Linked DNA regions of Mus musculus: region 1 is linked to region 2. The links are chromatin contacts, called in public promoter capture Hi-C maps. All regions are on one chromosome and are shown on one strand. The core of a region is the stretch at or near the end of the contact, and the rest is flanking DNA. Distances in the headings are between cores, read along the strand shown.

Region 1 (3,984 bases), core at 722-3,221, 690 kb after region 2:
ATATTATATTTATTATATTATTATCCTTTTAAAATCTGTTTTATTCTAATGACAGGGTGTGGATCCAGATGGGAGGGGCAATGGTGGGAAGAAAGTGGAAGGAGTAGTGGAAGGAGTAGAGAGGGGGGGAATATAATCTGGATATATTATGTGAGGAAAAAAGCTATTTTAAACAAAAGAAAAAATAATAAAAGAAATTAATTAATTAGTTAATTAATTAATACCATTGTCATATCTAATCCCATCCCAGACGAATCCCACTGACTTAGTGTTTGGCAGTTGGTATTTTATTTTGCACTTCATTTCATTCTTGCCACACTTCAAATATTCTATATCCGGGTCTGGCCATTGATTTTTGTCATCTTCACCTGGTCCTAAAATGTAAGAAACTTTGTTTTCTCCTTAACATTATTTAGTAAATTTTCTTTGCTACTGTCATCTTTTCAGTATTATCTCAAAGAATACAGGTTCAAAGTCCCTCCCTGAACAGACAGACATGCTGATGTATCCTCCCCTTCCCACTGAGCTGCATCTGCTGCAGTTGTATCATCACGCTTTCCTAGCTTGCTGTCCTCTTGATCGTGATGCAAACACACGGAGACCATATAATTCATCTGTAATACTTTGATTGTATCCAGGCTGTGACCTATTCAAAAATACTTGCTGTTTCAGTGAATCAGCTCACTTGACTGAATTCAGTAAATATATTTGCATTTCTATCGGATACAGAATAAGTAATAATATACTTTTCTTTTAACTTATCCCTTTTCGAGGTTTTAATCCTCCGACTAGCACCCAAGTCTAATGCTACTGCCTCAATAAGTCTGAAAATAATCTCTCCGAATTCATTCCTCCGTTAAGATCCCAGGCTGTGTCTGTTACCCTAGGACGTTTGCCATAAGCTCTTATGTAGGTGTTGTCCTTCCCCTCTTACCCTTTCCATCCTCATTTCAGAAATGGTGCCCTTTCCGAAGCTCAGTGAAGAAATGCTCACGTGACTTGTGCTTAGATGAATGAAGCCCAGAGATATGTGTGGAAAATATTGGGGGAACACATTATTGATGTAACATAGGCTCACAAGAATCAAATCAAGGTGCTCTGTAAAACTTAGTCAATGAAAAGTCAATTCAGCTTTCAATATAAGCCAAGGCAGGAGTAACTTACAAATGAATACACAAAAGTTTGTTAGAAACCAGTACCCATTTTATTGAAAAGAAACCATGCTCCCAGCTGTAGATGTAACAGCCATGTTCAGGCAACAGAAACAGATAGCAAGACAGCAGAACTAGTGAGACGAGACTGCAGATGCCAGGATCACAAAGTTGCCTTCTAAAAATGTGCAGCTGGAGGTCAAAGACTTTGTCAAATTTGTAGTTTCCTGGATATAGAGCTCTTGGCCATGGATCTTTAAAGAAGCATTTTCTTCAGAAGTGTCAGTTTAGGAGCAACTGATCCTCTCTCAGGGGTGTTCTAACAGCAAGAATAACATCTTCTGTAGCAAGATGGTCCGTAGCCACAGCAGCCAGATCTGTAGTAAGAGCCATATCCACAGCCACAGCCACTTCCATAGCCAGAGCCGTATCCAGAGCCATAGCCAGAGCCATATCCACAGCCATAGCCAGAGCCATATCCACAGCCATAGCCAGAGCCATATCCACAGCCATAGCCAGAGCCATATCCACAGCCATAGCCAGAGCCATATCCACAGCCATAGCCAGAGCCATATCCACAGCCATAGCCAGAGCCGTATCCACAGCCATAGCCAGAGCCATATCCACAGCCATAGCCAGAGCCAGAGCCACAGCCATAGCCAGAACCATAGCCACAGCCATAGCCAGAGCCATAGCCACAGCCATAGCCAGAGCCAGAGCCACAGCCATAGCCAGAGCCATAGCCACAGCCATAGCCACAGGAGTTGCCGTAGTAGTTACAACACATGTTGTCAATAGAGGAGAGTTCACTTGGGTTGCAAAAGAATATTTCTCAAGTGTGGATGCCTCTACTATCCTTGGACCTTTATATACTGCCAGTAATTGTCAGAGCATACCATTCACTCCCTGACTTAACTAACAAACATTTAAACTATTACATTCCAGTCACTGTTGACAACCCATAATGGTTTGCTTAAAATGAGTACATTACTTTGTATACTCTCATTTCATTTAAAGAGCATCATTTCAATTTCCTCTGGCAGAGAGGTTCCTCGGTCAAACCATGTTCCTAAGCATAAGAATACTGTTTAAATGTATCACCCAATGTGTGACGTATCTAGCAAAGTTTGGAGAAAATGTAAGAAAAATTCTCTCTCTCTCTCTCTCTCTCTCTCTCTCTCTCTCTCTCTCTCCTTTTTCCTATTTTCCAAATTTCTAGCTCCTACCCATTTTTACTTTTACGTTACTCTTTCTGCCCAGCATCTCTCCAGAAACCATACATCTGATAACTCTAGTACAAAAGCAACAATTGAGCCTCTTGCCACATATAGATGCAGTGAGCATGCTATCTGTATGTGACCCTTACACATCCTTCTTTCCTCCAGATACCAGGCACAGTAAGGCTCTGAGAAGCTCAGCATGCCCCCCCCCATCTCTTGCTCTCCGTGCCAAAACATGTCTTGTTGTTGAGACACCTTTAAAAACATAACTGGCAGCTATTGGATGGATCACAGGGCCCCCAATGGAGGAGCTAGAGAAAGTACCCAAGGAGCTGAAGGGGTCTGCAACCCTATAGGAGGAGTAACAATATGAACTAACCAGTACCCCCGGAGCTCGTGACTCTAGCTGCATATGTATCAGAAGATGGCCTAGTTGGCCATCAGTGGAAAGAGAGGCCCATTGGTCATGCAAACTTTATATGCCCCAGTACAGGGGAATGCCAGGGCCAAGAAGTGGGAGTGGGGAGGTAGGGGAGTGGGGGGAAGGGTTTGTGAGACTTTTGGGGTAGCACTGGAAATGTAAATGAAGAAAATACCTATTAAAAAATATATATAACATAACTGGATGGAAAAGCAAAACTTTTAAATCTCCTTTAGATCAGGAGCTACATGCTTTGCTGAAGAGAGAGGTTTTACCAGAGTTTGTAGAGAAGATTCATGCACGTTCGTGGAATTTAATAAGATGTTTCCTTCTCATTCACCTTTAATTGGGAAGTTAAAAACAATGCACAGTGTTAGAACGCTGACAGCAAGGATGCCCTTGCAGCTTCTAACGCTTCACGGATATAAAATAGAAAAAAAATTATAATTCACTCCATCTGCTCACAGTAGCTCACACAGCTCATTTCTTTTCAGATTTTGATACTTCAGTTCAATGAGCAGAGATGTTGATTGTGATCTTGAAGTGTAACATTTTTTCACAGCATTTTTCATTTTTTCCTCAGCGGTCATTCCATGTTGACCTTTTCATCATCAGAAGACAGAAGAACAGCATCATTTCTTTGGACATTAATTTTTCCTTGTTGCCATCATGCCACAACTAAAGAATTTTCTTTTTTCCCCAATAATATATTTTTATTCGCTTTACATCCCAATAACAGCCTCTTCCCTCCTCTCTTCCCAGTCCCACACTTACAAATCCCTCCTCACATTGCCTCCTCCCCTTCTCCTTAGTGAATGAGAGACTCCCCACCTTGGGTACTAACCCCACCCTGGGACATCTAGTCTCAGACCAGGCACATCCTCTCCCACTGAGGCCCAATCAGTTCTGGTGAGGAAAGGGGATCCAATGGCTGGGAACAGAGACCAAGATAGCCCCTGCTCCACCTGTTAGAGGACCCACATGAAGAACAACCTGCATGTTGTCTACAAATGTGTAGGGGCTCTAGGTCCAGCTTCTGCTTGCTCCCTGGTTTGTGGTCCAGGCTCAGAAAGCTCCCATGGTCCCTGGTTAGTTGACTATGTAGGTCTTTGTATGATGTCCTTGATCCCCCTCCAGCTGACTCCCTTCTATCCCCTACTCTTCCATAAGACTGTCTTGGCTCTGCCTGATG
Region 2 (4,300 bases), core at 60-2,559:
ACACCTGACTGGGAGGAACATGGTCCTTGACTTGGAGCACCAACCGAGAAGAAGTGGGAAGAAGCATAAAGCTGAGATATTCTCAACAATAAATAGTGATATTGAAAGGAGCTAGTTCTCTCATCTCAAATACTTGCCAGATTTATAAAGGAAAAATATTATTTTCACCCTCTACAGAAAAGCATGTAAAAAACTCCACTCCTGTCTATAGAGGTGATGATCCATTCAGGTCAGGGAAACATCCAAATGCTCAAAGAGGAAGGCGGCATCACATCCTGGTTTTGTACTATGTGTTGGTTTTTTGAACTTTCCAAGTTTAACATTTTGCTATGATTTTCATTCTAAATTATTAACATTCATACTCAGATACATTCTCATTTATGATATGTTGTTCTGATAATGGTGACTCACAAAAATATCCTCTTCAATATTCACAAACTCTGGAACTCCCTCTGGTAAGAAAGCTGCAACCAAGCATGGACAGGTAGATTGGATAGGATAAGCTCTGAAACCATTCATCACATTGAAATGATGGTTAGTGATATGAGTTGGGAAGGAAACTCTAGATGAATTTGAACTAAGAGGAGACTATGAACCAGTACATTAAATGAAAAAATATATCCACAATACCATTCCTTCTGGTGCCATTGATTTTTGTACACTAAATGTCCCTTAATGGCCCCATATTGTTTTGATTTCATTATTCTAAATAATCATTTTTATACATATGTGTTCAAGACTAGAATGATTTTTGTACAATGTCCCATTTTTTTGGCTTGCATTTATGTAGCTCTTATAGATTGGACATAATAACCATTGATAATAATGTATTAAAAATTGGAACATTATACTGCAGAGTGTGAATCAATGCTTTGATACTGGAGCCATCTGATATGGCTTCTTGTCAATGCAAGATTTTGCCTTTTATTCAATGACCAATTGAGGATAAAGACTTTGTCATCTCTGAGAGTAATTCCCCTACCCAAACAAGAACACATACACGTCATAGACAGTGAACAGTGGGGGATTTCCTGACCATAATGGCAGAGGCACTAATTAAATAGTCATAGCATTTGTAGCATAAATACATTTCATTGACTCAGACATATAAAAAATGAGTTCTCCCTTAAACGAAAGATTAAAGGAGTTAGTTAACTGCAATTATATAGAAAATTACTGAGGTCCAGGCATGCAGATGAGGGAGCCCACATATGGAAACAATGGTTGTATAAGAAGCCACACCCATTGCTGAGAGTATATAAAGTTCCCAGGTAAGGAGTGATTTACAAACTCAGAATCTTCTCTTGTACTCTGCTCAACTTACACCTGCCATCAACATGTCCTACGGCTGCTATTCTGGAAACTTCTCTTCCCGCTCCAGTGGAGATCACCTGAGCTACCCTCACTCCTCTTGTGGCTCTTCCTACCCCAGTCACCTACTCCAGAGCACTCGCTTCTACTCCCCAGGAACCTGCCATCTGGGCTCCTCTCTCCACAGTGGCTGTCAGCAGAACTGCTTCCAGCCCATCAGATGCCAGACTTCCCATGTGGTACACAGCTCCTGCCAGCGGCCCTGCTACAGCCCCAGAGTCTCCAGTGTCTGCAGTCCCTGCAGAACCACATATGCTGGCTCTCAGAGCTTTGGATCCAGCAGCTGCCACTCTCAGGGTTATGGGTCTAGAAGCTCTTACTCTCTGAACTGTGGGTCCAGTGGCTTTAGACCACAAAGGGTCTCTTCTCTGGGCTATGGATCTGGATTCTGCCACCCATCCTATGTGCCCTATAGAACCTGTCAGTCTCCTTGCTACAGACCAAGCTGTGGCACTGGATCTGGATTCTATTGATCTTCTTTGTAACTTCCAGTCTTGTTGACCATTATCATCCTCCCCTGGTTCCCTGGCCTTTGTTGTCTTCCTTGGGCTGGGAAGAATTGTTCTCTCATTCCCTGATTGCCAATTCTTCACTTTCTCTCTAACCTCAGATATTGGCTGGTGGGTTTCCTTTGAGAACTTTGTAATTAATCTCTTAACTCAAAAATAAAGCCTGCATTGCAAATGAAGTTTACAGTGCTGAATTTCTTCCCAAATTTATGAATACTAAAATTTCAAGCTAATGAATATACTGATTTGATATTTATCTATGCTTGCTTTTGTTAGTTATTTATCATATGCTTGCTTTTGTGGTTGTGAAACACGAAATTGATTAGCATTAAATGAGCAACATGCATAGAGATTCAGGTTTTGAAGTTCTATTAAGTTGTGTACTGGATAAATACCTTATATGTCTCAGTTAGTTTTCTTACTTAAGAACATCACCTTTAATCCCAGCACTCAGGAGGCAGAGGCAGGTGGATTTCTGAGTTTGAGGCCAGCCTGGTCTACAAAGTAAGTTCCAGGATAGCCAGGAATACACAGAGAAACCCTGTCTCGAAAAACCGAAACCAAAACCAAAACCAAAAAAAAAATCAAGTATAGATTCTATTAATGAAATCCCAGATGTAAAAAATGAATTGATTTCTATTAGTAGTGGATTCTCAGGTCTATGCCAACTGGTCTACCTAAGTTATGTAAGACAGCAAAAGATAAAATATCTTTAGATTTTATGGCTATGGGGTCCCTTGTGCACTGACAATAAATGTTTTCATTGTAATGTCTCTTATGGACTCATGTCTTGAGTGCCAGTTTAACATGATAATCTCCTTAGGAGGCTGTATAACCTTTATTAAGTTTAGGCCTACATCAAAGTGATACTCATGAAGTAGTGTGGACTCAGCGGTCTATATTTCCTTGTCTTCCATGCTCTGAATTCTCACCATCTCATACTTATAGCATCACAGGTAGAGCCACTCTGCTCTGGTTCCCTATGTTGGACTTGTAATCCTATGAAATGGTGAGTGCCTGTGAATCTTCCCCATACATTGTTCTGCCAGTTATCTGGAAAAGAAACACAGAAGAAATGAAAATGACTACATTAGTTATGAAGAATAGTACAGATTTTCCAAAATGTTAGGAAAAGAACTGGATATGATTTAGCAATATACTAGAAGTAGAATAATATACTGATAAAAGACTGTATAAAAATGTGATACCTACCCACATTCAAATATTAGCTGTTAAAATGATGAGATGGTATTTTTGAGAGAATATGGAGTAAAAGAGACATAGGTATGTTATAGGATATAAGACAGACTCAGAAATCCTGAAAGAGCTCACCCACATGTACAACATGAAAAGATTGCTCTCACACATATTACACAACCCAGTTTGTCTGTCATTCTGTCATTCCATATGGTTCTCACTACTTGCTTCCTAGCTCAGTCCAGTCTCTCTTCTGCTGCCTCCAGTGTCTCCCTCCCTCTGCCTGCATCTCAACTTCCCTAAAGTTCTGTCCCAGCTCCTCCCTAGTTCTCTCTCTCTCTCTCTCTCTCTCTCTCTCTCTCTCTCTCTCCCCCTCTCTCTTTCCTTTCCTTTCCTTTTTTTCTTTTTTCTTTCTTTTTCCTATTTTATTTTATTTTATTTTATTTTATTTATCTTATGTATTCACCATTGCTCTCTTGAGACTCACCAGAAGAGGGCATCAGACCCCAATTGCAGATGGTTGTGAGCCACCATTTGGTTGCTGGGAATTGAACTCAGGACCTTTGGAAGAGCAGTTGGTGCTTTTAACTGCTATGCACAAAAGCAGCGTTCATTACTCAGCTAGCAAGCTGGGGAAGGTCTTTGTCTTCAGGACCTGTTTCTTTTCTCTTAAAGGCAGGTGAAGAAGTGGCATTTACATATTCATCTAGCCAGGAACTGAGGGCTCCCCAAAACAATTGAAAACACAAGGTCACCCTATGAAATTTAGGAGGACCCTACAAAATGTAGGAGGGCACACAAAAGTAATGATAGTAGCCTATTTTTCAGGAGTGTTCTCGTGTACTTCTTTAACAACTCAAAAGAAGATTTACCATGCTTGGACTGGAGAGTTTGTTGGCAGATGGCTCTGGGAAAGAACACTATTACTACAACTTCATTTAAATTATTTCTGTATGTATACACATATGCTTGTATATTATACATTTATTCTTGGGTTTAAATTAATTCTGTTCATTAGGAGGGAATTCACTCTTGGGACTGTAAACCTAGCCAATTGGTCATAGCTAATGATAAAGTCATGCCATCTAGAAGAAAACCTATTATTATCTCTTTTCTTAAATCACTATAGTTCCTAACTGCATTCGAAAGACTATCCTTATATAAACAAATAAGTGTAGTTCTCTCTGTACCATCAAGTAGGTTTCTTTTTGCAGCAGACAAAA

Evidence for each region. Promoter capture Hi-C pulls out the DNA fragments that hold promoters and counts their contacts.
Region 1: a promoter capture Hi-C map of hippocampal neurons shows a contact between it and region 2, with 3 times the contacts expected there. The contact joins the promoter of Krtap6-2 here to the promoter of Krtap13-1 in region 2. A contact is called at or near these places in 2 of 39 promoter capture datasets (the 3T3-L1 cell line and hippocampal neurons).

What each region holds. Positions count from the first base shown.
Region 1 is chr16:89,418,140-89,422,123 of GRCm38.p6, forward strand. Krtap6-2 (keratin associated protein 6-2) reads right to left here and starts at 1,972. Exons shown (of 1, transcript NM_010673.2): 1 at 1,184-1,972. The coding sequence starts at 1,938. The coding sequence ends at 1,471.
Region 2 is chr16:88,727,553-88,731,852 of GRCm38.p6, forward strand. Krtap13-1 (keratin associated protein 13-1) reads left to right here and starts at 1,310. Exons shown (of 1, transcript NM_183189.1): 1 at 1,310-2,059. The coding sequence starts at 1,338. The coding sequence ends at 1,844.